Linked DNA regions of Macaca mulatta: regions 1 and 2 are each linked to region 3. Evidence: chromatin contacts called from public Hi-C data. All regions are on one chromosome and are shown on one strand. Each heading gives the region's core, a stretch centred on a gene start, on an enhancer-like site or on the middle of the called end of the contact. The rest is flanking DNA. Distances are from core to core; before and after follow the strand shown.

What was found. A called contact is a pair of places that touch in the nucleus more often than the background predicts.
Region 1: a Hi-C map of fetal cortex germinal zone shows a contact between it and region 3, with 2.7 times the contacts expected there. The contact joins the promoter of SLC38A2 here to the promoter of SCAF11 in region 3. A contact is called at or near these places in 2 of 14 Hi-C or Micro-C datasets (fetal cortex germinal zone and fetal cortical plate).
Region 2: a contact with region 3 is called in a Hi-C map of liver, with 3 times the contacts expected there. The contact joins the promoter of ARID2 here to the promoter of SCAF11 in region 3. A contact is called at or near these places in 3 of 14 Hi-C or Micro-C datasets (fetal cortex germinal zone, fetal cortical plate and liver).

The regions. Positions count from the first base shown.
Region 1 is chr11:53,440,607-53,444,318 of T2T-MMU8v2.0, forward strand. SLC38A2 (solute carrier family 38 member 2) reads right to left here and starts at 2,304. Exons shown (of 16, transcript NM_001257811.1): 1 at 1,990-2,304; 2 at 656-856; 3 at 250-331; 4 at 1-101. The coding sequence starts at 771.
Region 2 is chr11:52,775,163-52,779,316 of T2T-MMU8v2.0, forward strand. It overlaps ARID2 (AT-rich interaction domain 2), which reads left to right and starts at 1,726. Exons shown (of 21, transcript XM_028829418.2): 1 at 1,726-2,628; 2 at 2,744-2,837; 3 at 3,928-4,025. The coding sequence starts at 2,537.
Region 3 is chr11:53,054,381-53,058,400 of T2T-MMU8v2.0, forward strand. SCAF11 (SR-related CTD associated factor 11) reads right to left here and starts at 2,074. Exons shown (of 15, transcript XM_077953930.1): 1 at 1,853-2,074. It also overlaps LOC107000840.

The DNA of each region.
Region 1 (3,712 bases), core at 1,054-3,553, 390 kb after region 3:
CCAGTATTAGCCATGGCATAAGAAAGCCCAAGGATTCCACTGCCCACAATCGCATTGCTCAGATTAAATACTGACATTCCAAAGGAAGTAGTACCTGGATGCTACATAGAGGGAAAACGATAACCAAACATATAACAATAATTAAATGGAGAAAACCAGGTTTGGGCAAGTTAGATTTGAATTCTAAAAGTAAAACTATTCTTTTACTCCATAAAGCCACTGACAGACAAATTATTATTTTTAACTTACAAATTCTGTTTCATACTTCTTCTTCCCCATATTCGATTCAAGTAAAAAGTTCTGGTTTTCAGGATCTACATCTGCATAATGGCTACAAAAAATACAGACATATATAATTGTAAACTGGATTGAAATATCTATCACTACACACAAGACTGCTTGAACATAAAACACCCCCCACCAGCATAGTTCTGATACAACACCTTTACTTAAATGTATAAATATTAACTAGGAGTTGACTTTCACACCACGAGCTATCTTGTCATTACAACAAGATAATCGGATACTCTTCCAGAGATGACACACATTCTCTAAATGCTATAGCGAATTAAAGCAATGGAAGCAAATTCCTAGGTAACTCCCTGAACCCAACCCATGCAAGCCGTTTTTTCAGAAGTGTCACAACTTCTCCCACCTTTTCAGAGCAGCTTGCTTGGTGGGGTAGGAGTAGTTGAAGTCGCTGTTCGAACTGTAGCTGCTGCTGTCTTCATCCGGGGAAATATTGAACCGTCCCATTTCGGCCTTCTTCATGCTAAGCACTGGGAGGAATCGGATGCAGCTAGCAGCGCTGGGCTCCTTTTGTCCTTGGCGGTGGGTGCACCGGCCGCGAGTCGGCCTGCGAAAGTAGAGGCGGCGCGTCAGGACTGCAGCGCCCGCCCGCCGTGGTCAGGTGACGCCGCCGGGAGGCGCAGCGCGGCTGATTCATCCCAGGCCAGGCGAGTGGAAAAGTACCAGCCGCGCGCGAGGGGCGGGGGCGCGCCAAGGGGCGGAAAAGTACAGACGGCTGAGCCGCTGAGAACAAAGATGATTCCACCGCTGTGCTGCGGCCGCCGAGGCCCCCTACTCCGGCAGATTTCAGTATTTCACCCTCTCTATTGTCCCCAGTCGGAGTGGAGGGGGCGAAGAGGGCTCTGTTTTGCTTTTTCCCAGGCGCTGCAAACGTGCACAGGCACTCAGGGCACACATGCAGCCCCGACCCTGGCTCGTGTGCATGCAACCTAGGCGCATGGCTTCCCGTTTCTAGCATTTGGAACAGCAATGCTGCGTAATCTGTCCTTTACTGCCTGGAGTCCCCACACCGGGAAATGCCTCTGCCGCACACAGCCTTCCCCAGAAGGAGGCGGAAAGGGCCGACACTACTCTCTCGAGGGGGGCGAACGCCTGGGCCCCGGGAGCTGGGGGTTTATTTACACACGCGCGCGCCAGTGCCCTCAAGCACACCCGTCCACAAGCAGCTGGCCCGCGAGTGCTTCGCCCGCCCAGCCCCTCCTATGTCTGGAAAGCAAACTGATGCAATATCGATCGTCGATATTGTCAAATGTTCTCAACTTGTCTTCCCCAATCTTGGCCTCTCCTATAATACATACCCAAGCCCACCTCCGCCGCCCCCAGATTCCTGGTTCCCTGGACTTAATTTTTTTTTTTTTTTATTAAATGCAAATCAGTCACAAGACTTGCCGCAGCAGAGCCGCGGGCCAGGCTGGCTCCCCTCCCCCTAATGGGAAGATGCGGCTCCGCACCGGGCAGGCACGCGGCCCGGGCCCAGCGCCTGCTCTCCTGCCCACGTCGCGGGCGCGACCCCTGCGCGGCGGGCCAGGATGGAAGGCTGGCCAGGCCAACCGACAACGCCCGCCTCGAAAGGAAACGGACCCCGCGGTCGCCTTCCCGCGCGGCCCCTCCCGGAAGCCCCTCCCCCACTCTCGCCCGGGTCCCGCGCCCTCCCCACAGACACCCCCCCGCACGCGTTACCTCGGTGGTCTCTGTTCTTGTACCCTGGAAACCTCACGCAGACGTCTTCAGTGGGTTTCTCTCAGTCAAATACAAATCATAAAAAACAAACAAAAAATTTCCCCAAATCCAACAACAGGCAGGAAAAATAATTTTAATAAAAAAGGAAATGACAAACTGCCGCCCCAATCCTCCGGCGTCCGCCGTGTCAAAGGAAAGGCGCGAGTGTGCGGTAACGCGTGGTTGGGCTGCTGCTGCTGATAGCAGTACTGGAAAGGCGTTCACTAGGGCGGCGGCGTCGCGGGGCTCTGTAGCAGCCCTTTGAGCGGCGGGTTATAGCGGCACCCCGGGACGCGTCAGTGGGCGGGGCCGCGGCCGCCCGGGCGCCTTCTCTTTGTGTATCAACACCACCTGGGCCCCACCTCCGACCCGCCCAGCCCGAGGCCCCGCCTCCCTGCACCTCCCTCTGCGGCCCGCGCCCGCGGCCCAGCCCCGCCCGAGGGCGCCCCCAAGACTCTCCCGCAAAGCCAAAGCCCACTCTCTCCAGCTTCCTAGATAGTCTGGAAAGACCCCCAGATGCTGCCGCTGCCTATCCTTTTCAACCCGGGTTGGTGCTCAACACATGCGGTTGTCTTTGAGGAGCCATCTCCTTAAAATTTTCTCCTGTCCGATTCACCAGCAGTCCTTGTTTTGGGGGCACATATCAAGGCTTTTCGGGGACACCACCCTCCCACCAAACACTTTCTTGATTGTTATTTTTGTGATTTACAATGAGGTTTTGTCTCACAAACTTGGGCCAAGACAGCAACGTTGTCCTGATGGTTTGTTGTTGTTTCTTTTCCACCTAGACCTGCTTTCACTCTTCAAAACTAGCCCGAGGTCGGCTAGCAGCTCCTTTTCGGGATGACCTTTTTGTACGGCCATGGAAAACCAGACTAGCGGAAAGGCTACCTTTTGGCCAGCAAGCCAGACCCCTTAGAAGGAGGCTCCAGTAGGGAGCCCGGCGCTCCTAAGGCTGCTTGGGAGTCCCCAGTTTTCCATTCGCTGACACGTCGCTTCTCTTATCCCATCACCACCGCCCCCTGCAAGGGCACTGCCTTGTATGAATGCGGGTCTGAGGCGCTTTCTGCAGAGCCTGGTCCTTTCCCTTCAATGGTGATGTGGTCTTGCTGAGCCAGGCAACTAGGGGGGCCCCTTCACTGTGGAGAAAGTGGTGCTGCGGGAAAGGCAAGACTCACTCCCTTGCTGGAAACAAAGACCCCTTAGGAGAGAGAAATGTTCGTGGAATGAATGAACAAACAAGTTTGACCTACTGCTCTCTTCCTTATGGGGACGTGGGAGAAACTGGGCAGGGCACAAAGCAAAGGGCTGGGTGTGATCACAATTTTTGCTTTCAATATTTTACTGAGGAAATCTGTACAACTGCCTATTTCCGCCGCACATGAGGCTTCGGGTGCCCTCGCCTGCACCAGTGTTTATGATTGACAAGCGAGGGCCCGATTTCCCCCATCACACTCCTGTGTTCCCTACCCCAAACCTTCTAACCTTCTACTCCGCTCAGGCCAGTCTTTTTTTTTTTTTTTTTTTTTTTTTTTTTTTTTTTTTTTTTTTTTATGAGACAGAGTTTCGCTCTTTTTGCCCAGGCTGGAGTGCAATGGCGCGATCTCGGCTCACCGCAACCTCCGCCTCCCGGGTTCAAGTGATTCTCCTGCCTCAGCCTCCCGAGTAGCTGGGATTACAGGCA
Region 2 (4,154 bases), core at 476-2,975, 280 kb before region 3:
GGCTTCTGGCGCTTCCTTCGAGAAAATGAAAAACTAAAAACGCGTAGAGGTGGAAGTCGTTGGCATTTTCCGTTTAATGTGATCCCCCAGGCTCCATCCCTTAAGTGGGGTTTCCAAACTCGGATGCATCCTCAGCAGAGGTTTTCCGTGTTGACAGATCTCTCACCTCCCACAAAATGGGGCCGGGGAGGCGGACGCTGTCTCCTCTATGGGCGCCGCCATTTTGTGAGGCGGCGGCGGCGCGGCGGCAGGAGCCCGGGGTGTGTATAATGGTTGAATAGAATGACCCCCCTCTAGGGAATCCCCGGCACTGACGGTTACGTAAGGGGCTGTGCGCAAGTGCGGCGTTTAGGGAATCCGCACAGCCCGGGCCACGCAGCTCCGAGCCCACATCTCCACTCCCCCTAAGAGGACGGGTGGGGGAAGGGACAGCTGGCCGAGTGTTCCTAACAGCAGTCTCACCCCTAGTCTCCCGCGGCCGCCGAGCTTCTCCACCTCCCCGAGCCGGGTCTCCGCCCCTCACAGGCTTCCGAGACACTCACTGGCCCTGGGGTGTCAGGAACTTCCTAGCCACAACCTTATTCCGACCCCACTTAAGAGACAAACTTTAGTTGGGAAATAAGTCCGTTTCCTAGAGTGAGCACCGGAAGCACGCTGCACTATATTACATAATTTTTCACCTCCAAAGCAATGTTCCCATTGGAACGACTACCTGAAATAACCCATCCAGACCCTTACTACCCTGTGACCTTGCGTTAGGCAGTGACTTTGCCCGTGGTGGCCGTCACTAAAATGGGAATAATAATACGCTTCACGTACTGTAATCTTAACATTTGTAGCAAAAAGCCGGCTCCAACACCCTTCGTAAATGCAAATTTAGGTGGTAGTATTTGTTGAGATGTTTTGACTATCATTTAAACAAAGGGTTTTTTTAACTTTCAAAAATATTTTAAACAAGGATTACATTTAAGACATTTGAAAGCAAGGAAAAATGTTTTATTCGATATTTATTTTAAATGCAGCAATCTTGAAGAGACCTTACTATAAAAATGTAAACGTTAATTATTGTCGAAGTTCGACAGATTGCTTCCCAACCAGTTTAGTTAGCTTGCATAACTTTGGTCATAGAATAATCCAGTTTGATATGTGAAGCCAACCAGCGGCAAGATGTATTAACAGCATTACTCTATTTCCACAGAACTAGGACAGACAGTTCACAATGTATTTAACGTATAGTTTGCTAAAGTTAGCGTGTGGATAATTCATAGAAAATGTGCTAACCAGGCCCCAAAATACTAGCATAAGGCTCATAAAAGCCGATTCCTTTAGACTTTACAAAAAGAGAAGGTAACACATTGACTTTATTCCGATCTGTGAATGTTGCGTAGCGTGAGTAGCTGCCCCGGTGAGCTTCCTTTCCCTTCAGAGCGCCACACCGGTTCTATCGGGCGGGCGGGGACTCCGAGGCGGCCCTTCTAACAGCCGGGCCGGGGACGCGAACATCGCCTCCACCCCTAACCCTGGAACAACCGGTAGTGGCCGTTTCCCCGCGCCGCCCCCCTTTCCGCCGGCTTTGTGTGTGTGTGTGAAATGTGCGGCACATTGCAGACGAACCCTAAGCCCGGCGAGCCGAGTCTATTGTTCCCCGCGAGGAGCTGCCGGGGCGGTGTGGAGCCAGGCGCAGTGCCGCGGCCGGCCCTCGGGGGTCGCTGTGTGGCACTGGCTGCCGGGCCGTGGCGGCGGCGCTGGCGGCGGCAGAGAGGGAGGCTGGCGGGGAGGGAAGCAGGCGGGCGGCGCGCAGCGGCTCAGCTGCCGCCGGTGCTTCTGCCTGGGGACGCCCCGGCCTCCGCGGCCGAGGCCGCGCGTAAATGTGTGCGAGGGCCCCGCGGAGCCGGGGCCGAAATACACGCTGTCACCCCGCTTTCCACAAACCACCACACAGACCTCCCCCTCCCCACCCCCAGCCCCGCCTGCCCCAGCCCCGCCGCCGCCGCCGCCGAAACTCTTGGGCCTCCGGCAGCCCAGACCCCTCACCATCAGCTCGCCTTGCCCCTCGCCCGCTCGCGCGCCCCCGGCAGCAGCACCATGTTGAATCGCGTCCCCGGGCTGAGCCGCCTCAGCCGGCGGCGCTGAGAGGCGGGCGAGAGCCGGGCCACGGGGAGGGAGGGAGGGAAGGAAGGGGTGGGGGCCGCGCTCGCCCCGCGGCTTCGCGCGGATCCGGCAGTCGCCTGCCCCTCTAGTTTCGCTCCGATTTCTTTAAACTTTTTTAGAAATTCCCCTCCCTCCTTCCCTCCTCTCCCCCTGGCCTCCTGCTCCCTCCTTCCCCTCCTCCTCCTCCTCCTCCCCCTCCCTCCCTCCCTCCCTGCGCCGCCGCCGCCGCCGCCGCCGCCGCCGCCGCCGCCACCGCCGGCCCATGACTGAGCCCCGCCGCCGCCGGCCGAGGAATGGGCTCCGGGCTCTGGTAGGAAGCGCTGGGAGCGGGGGGCGCTTTTAAAACACCGATCTGGGTTTTTTAAAAACCTCCTTTGAAAAAATAATGGCAAACTCGACGGGGAAGGCGCCTCCGGACGAGCGGAGAAAGGGACTCGCTTTCCTGGACGAGCTGCGGCAGTTCCACCACAGCAGAGGGTGAGAGCAGAACCGGGGGGGCAGCGCCGGGGCGAGCCGGGGCGAACGGGGCTCTCCCGCCCGGGCCGGGCACGGGGTCCCGGCTGACAAGTGCGGGGCTTTCTCTCTCCCGCAGGTCGCCTTTTAAAAAAATCCCTGCGGTGGGTGGGAAGGAGCTGGATCTTCACGGTCTCTACACCAGAGTCACTACTTTAGGCGGATTCGCGAAGGTGAGTGGAAGTTTTAATTTGTATTTCCCTCTCGCTGGCCTCCTCCAAAAAGTCTCCTTTGACCCCGGAGTGGGCGCTTGGGGCTGGGGGGGTGGCCCGCAGGGGCAAAAGGCGTTCTTTTCGCTCCCAGCCGGTGGCACGGAGGCGGACGGCGGCGGGGCTGTTTTTGGCCTGGTGGCTCGCGTGCGCGCGGCGGGCGCGGGGCTCCGGCGGGCGGGCGGCCCGGCGCCGGCTCGCGCCCTGCCCGGTGCCCGGTCGGGCCGGCAGGGTCTGAGCGCCGTGGCGGGGAGTGCGGGCGTGCGGGGCGCCAGCCTGAGCCCCGCGCCCGCCCCGCGCCCGCGCCGCCCGCCCGCTCGCTCGCGAGTCAGCTCTGCCGCCGCTGCCGCTCTAGCACAGGCGGAGACACAGAGACACACAGACTCTGAGAGCAGTTTTCGTGCAACTCAAAATTAGCGCGGGCAGGTTTAACATCGATAATCGGCTGCGAAATGATCCCGGCAGCCGGGGGCACAGCCTCGGCCCCGTCGCCCTCGGTTTATACAGCTAACAAAAGAAACCAGGACCTGTCTCCAAATAGCCATCTTAGGCTTCAAGGCTAGGCAGAAGCTGTAGGCCTCAAAGAAGGGCCTATGGAGATGGATAGATCTGGGAGAGGGATCGGAATCGGCCCTGGCCCTGGCCCCCCCAGAACCCGCGGACGTCGCTGTCCGGAACTGTATTGATCCTTTTGAACTTTTTTTTTTTTTTTTTTTTTTTTTTTTTTTTTTTTTAAGTGTAAACGGACCGCGTTGAGATTTAAAAGGGGGCGACAGAGGGACTTGCGATTGGTTATTGTCCGGGCTTCAAAAACAAAACAAACCCACCAACCCCCCCCATCCAAACAAAACAAGTGGTATTAAATACAGGGCTCTCTGGTGAAAACACAGTGATTCAAGAAGCCCTTGCTTAGGAACTCTTACCGATCGATCCGAAACACCCACTGATGCCTTAGGTATCTACAGATCTCTGTAGAATGGGTATTTATTTCATAGTTAGGTTAAGATTTTCTTAGATTGTTCACTTTCAGACAAGCGTGCCTGTGTTTTACCAGGTTTCTGAGAAGAATCAGTGGGGAGAAATTGTTGAAGAGTTCAACTTTCCCAGAAGTTGTTCTAACGCTGCCTTTGCTTTAAAACAGTATTACTTGCGGTGAGTAGTAGTGACTTTTCCATAGTATTTGGAAATAAGGGACTTATGGAGAGATTTGTTTTTAGCAAAACCAAAAGCAAACCTTGCACACCAAACAGTTCTTAAGCTCTTGTTCATTTCAGACTGAGA
Region 3 (4,020 bases), core at 824-3,323:
AAGTTTTGATCTTAACACACTGGCCCCATTACCACACGAAGGTATTAACAGAAAAAGTAAAAAAACTCTCCGTAATATATCCTCCATGACATGTTTTCAGGCAACATATTTAGAAACTTTAAATTTTCTTCTACAGTTTTCTTCCCCTTTATACTGAAGAATGTCTTTAAAGCATGAGTATACTTACAGTAAGCAAACATTCAAATTTTACCCCAATGAAATCTTAAAATGTACTCAAACCCTCAGGCAAAAAGTTCACTATCTGAATGTGAAAAACTGAATGACTGTTAAAAGATTTGCAAGCACCAAAAAATACTTTGCAAGCACCAAAAAATACAGCTAAAATACAGCTACCCTAAGAACTACTATTTTTAAAAAACTCACATTGCATAAAAAATGTAAATTCAGATTATCCGATAGGATAATATAGAACACAAGAAATCCAAAGACAGTTTCAAGATTTCATTTCTCTTGCCCACCGAGTTAAAACAACAAAAACAAAAGGCCCATGAACTTTTTTCTTGCATCTTTTGACCAAAATAGTGAGATGATCAAGCCAACTGCCAAAGAAACAGGAAAGAGAAAGCAATTGTTTAGAAACAGACTTGATTACACGTCAAAATTTTAATACAATTACTAATAAAATACAAAAACCGTTATTTTAAAATGTACTGCCCTGATATTCTGCTGCTGAGGCAGGTAGTGATATGTAGAAATTAATTTTTCTTTTTAAAATGAAAAAATGCATTTATTAATATGCTTTTCCCAAATTTCGGGGGTAATTCCCAAAGCGGAGAAAATGTAACATCAGCATCTACTACACAAAGCATTAAAAACATTTTTCAGCAGTTTTGCTTACGTATCTTAGGTCAGTGGTAGCATGTTAGCCAAAATGTAACCCAAAATGAATGAACAACAGTCATTCACTGTACGTAATACAGGTAGACACTGTATGTAATACAGTACGGAAATATATTGAAGGTATTTCAAAATTCAATATTTGAATCTGTGAATGTCTAAATCTAGTACTCTAAATCGAGCGTCTACTTTTGAAACAATACTCCAAAATACGTGTTGGTGGCAAGACCGCCAGCCATCTGTAAGAAATCTTTCTAATGGTTCAAAATTCCTAAGTCTGAGGAGGGGCGACCGATTAGGCTAAATTGATATCTCCCGGCCCCGTAGTTGTCAGCCCAGGTAGCGAATTTAAAACACTGGGGGTGGGTGAGTAGTTTGAAGTTCAGATCACGGAGTGAAAAAGGCTGATGCTTAGAAGCGCCGGCTCTTCCCCATTCGCGCACACGAGAGGTCACGGCGTAGTAAAGTTTGGTTTCACTAGCGGGCTTGGAGGCTCGCGACCAAAGTCTCCCAAGAAAAGCCCACCCCGCGGTCGGGAGCGCCCGGAAGCTCAGCAGGACACGTTTCCACCGCAGGGAGGAGGGCGTCTGCGGCGGTTCTGGCGTGGAGCCCCTTGTCCCCCCGTAGGACCCTGCACTCGGGCGGGGACGGGCTTCGCCGGCTAAGGCGGCGGGAGGCGCGTAGGCCACAAGGAGGAAATGGGACGGAGTGCGACAGAGAGGCGGCGGCGGCCCAGGGTCGGGTCGGGCCGGGCCTCCCTCGCGGGGCAGCGAGAGGGAAAGCGGCCCTCCCGGCCGCAGCCTCCCCCACCTCGAGAGGCAGCTCCAACTTTCCTCCCAGCGCACGACGTCGCACGGGCCGCGCGAGATTCCGAAACTTTGTCAGCCCTCCCGTCGCCCTAGGCCCGCTCCAGCGCTCTGCGCCGGCCGCTAACCCTCGTCTAGCCCAGACAGCTGCCCAAGCCCATCCACCCCGCGGGTCGACCAGTGTTTACCTCAGGCCGAGGTCGAGGCGCTCGGTCTGGCCGCGGCCACACAGCAGGTTCCCAGGTCCCAGTCACTCCGCCAACAAGTTCCCCAACATGGACTCCTTCGTCCGCTTTGTGGTGTTATAGGATCTCTGGGACACTGACTCCGCTGGCTCGGTCCGGAGGCGGCGGCGAAGCAGGGAGCGACCCGGGTTGCGCTGCTCCGCGCGACTTGCGCCACCGCTACTCCCCCTTCCCCCGCCTTGTCTAGCCTCCTCCCTCCCCTCCCCTCCCCTCCCCGCGCGTCTCCCTCCTCCTCCCTTCCCTCGCTCGCTTGGCTCACTGTCGGCGCGCTAAGGTGACGACGGCGGCTGCCGGACTCGCCGCGCTCGGCCTACTCTCTCGCTCTGGCCCTGAGTGCATGTTCGCAGTGCCCAGCCGGGCCGCAGGGGGGCGCTGGCAAACTGCTGTTTGCGACCGAGAAGCGTGGTGGGTGGAGTCACGTCGCGCGGCCTGTGAGCGGGAGGAAGGGCAGCTGCGATGGAGGGGCCTTCTGGGAAACGTCCTTCCTGCCCCGCCTTTCGCCAACGCTGCGGATGGTGCGCCTGCGCAGCGCGTGGACTTTGGCCTCAGCGCTCCTTTGGCAGTTTTACAGGCTGCGTCGCGGAGAACAATGAAAGAGGCTTTAAGGTGACTGGACAGGAAGGATTTTGCTCAGGGTGTGTTCCTCTATCTTTATGGTAATCTGATATTGAAAAGAGTGTTCGTATGTTTGCGGTGGATTGAGTGTTCACCTGGCGGCGCTGCCCACCTGAAATGCAGCCAGTGGGGTGAAGAGTAGGTAACTTAGAAGCCCACTTTTCCTCCTTTCTGGTGGGCATTTTTTTAGATGCCGGAGGGAGAGCTTTCCCCTCTGACTCCCCGAGCCTAGGGGCTTTCCCCTGTCTTAACCCCACATCACAAAATTAAATTTGGACCAGGTGCGCGGTCTTTTATGCCGGTAATCCCAGCACTTTGGGAGGCCGAGGCTGACGGATCCCTTGAGCCCAGGAGTTCGAGACCAGCTTCAGCAACGTATTAAGGCCTCGTTCGGGAGGTTGAGGTGGGAGAATCGCTTGAACTCGGGAGGCTGAGGTTGCAGTGAGCCGAGATCGTTCCACTGCACTCCAGCCTGGGCGACAGAGCGAGACCCTGTCTCAAGCAACAACAACAAAAACTTTATCATGATTTACTTTAAAGACCTCCACGTTGTGGTTAGTGACGTGTGTGCCAGCCTCCACTTTTTTCCTCGGCGGGTTGTTAAATGTTTTGTTTTACCTCGGAAGTATTTTGACTTTTTCAAAGCCAGTGACTCTTTAACCTCCTAGTTTCTCTTGTCGATTGCAGCAAGCTTCCAGTTGCTCTGTCCGCCCTCAGTGTCCCCCATCTACCAGCTGACCTTCCAGTCCTCCCACCCACGCCCTTGTCCTGCTTGCGGCTTCCGCAGGACTAAGCTCTGCTCCCTGCGCGCGGATCACCCAGGTCCCAGTCGCTTTCAGCCGCGCGTTCACACCTTTTCCTGTCGCCTGCCCCCGTTCTGTCCGCGCGCGCTGCGCTCTCCCAGCCACGCTGACGCCTGCCCGGGATGAGTTTCCTCCCCACTTTGTCGCGGCCCTGCCTACCGGCCGCTTCGCTGCCGCCTTCCCGCATTCTCGCAGACTACGTTGCCGCATCCCCTGCTCCCGCCCTGAGGACGTCGCTTTTCTGGCACTCTCATCGTGTGCATTCTGTTGAGTCTGCTCACTGTCTCACACTGTGAGAATTGGGACAGTGTCTTATCACTTTCATAACAGCGTCTGGCACTTGCTGAAGGAACACATGAATGGCAGCCTTGTCGCTGTCAAAGTCTTTGGAGTTTTTCAGTGTACTGTTTTTGATATGGGGTTAGGGAATTTAGATGGCTTTACTGTATTTGGGATATTTGAGGGAAAAATGAGCTAGAGACATTAAAATGCTTTCTTCTCATGGAAGAACAAAATTCTTATGAAGGACCTTTCCCTGTCAAAATCAGAGCAAATAGTACAGGATATATACTATTTGGATATAAAGAATGATTATAAAGGATGATTGTTAAGAGAAATAGTGAAAATTAGTGTAGAAAGATATAACCCGATCAACACTTAGGAGCCATCCAACAGAATAAGGGTGTAGCTTTG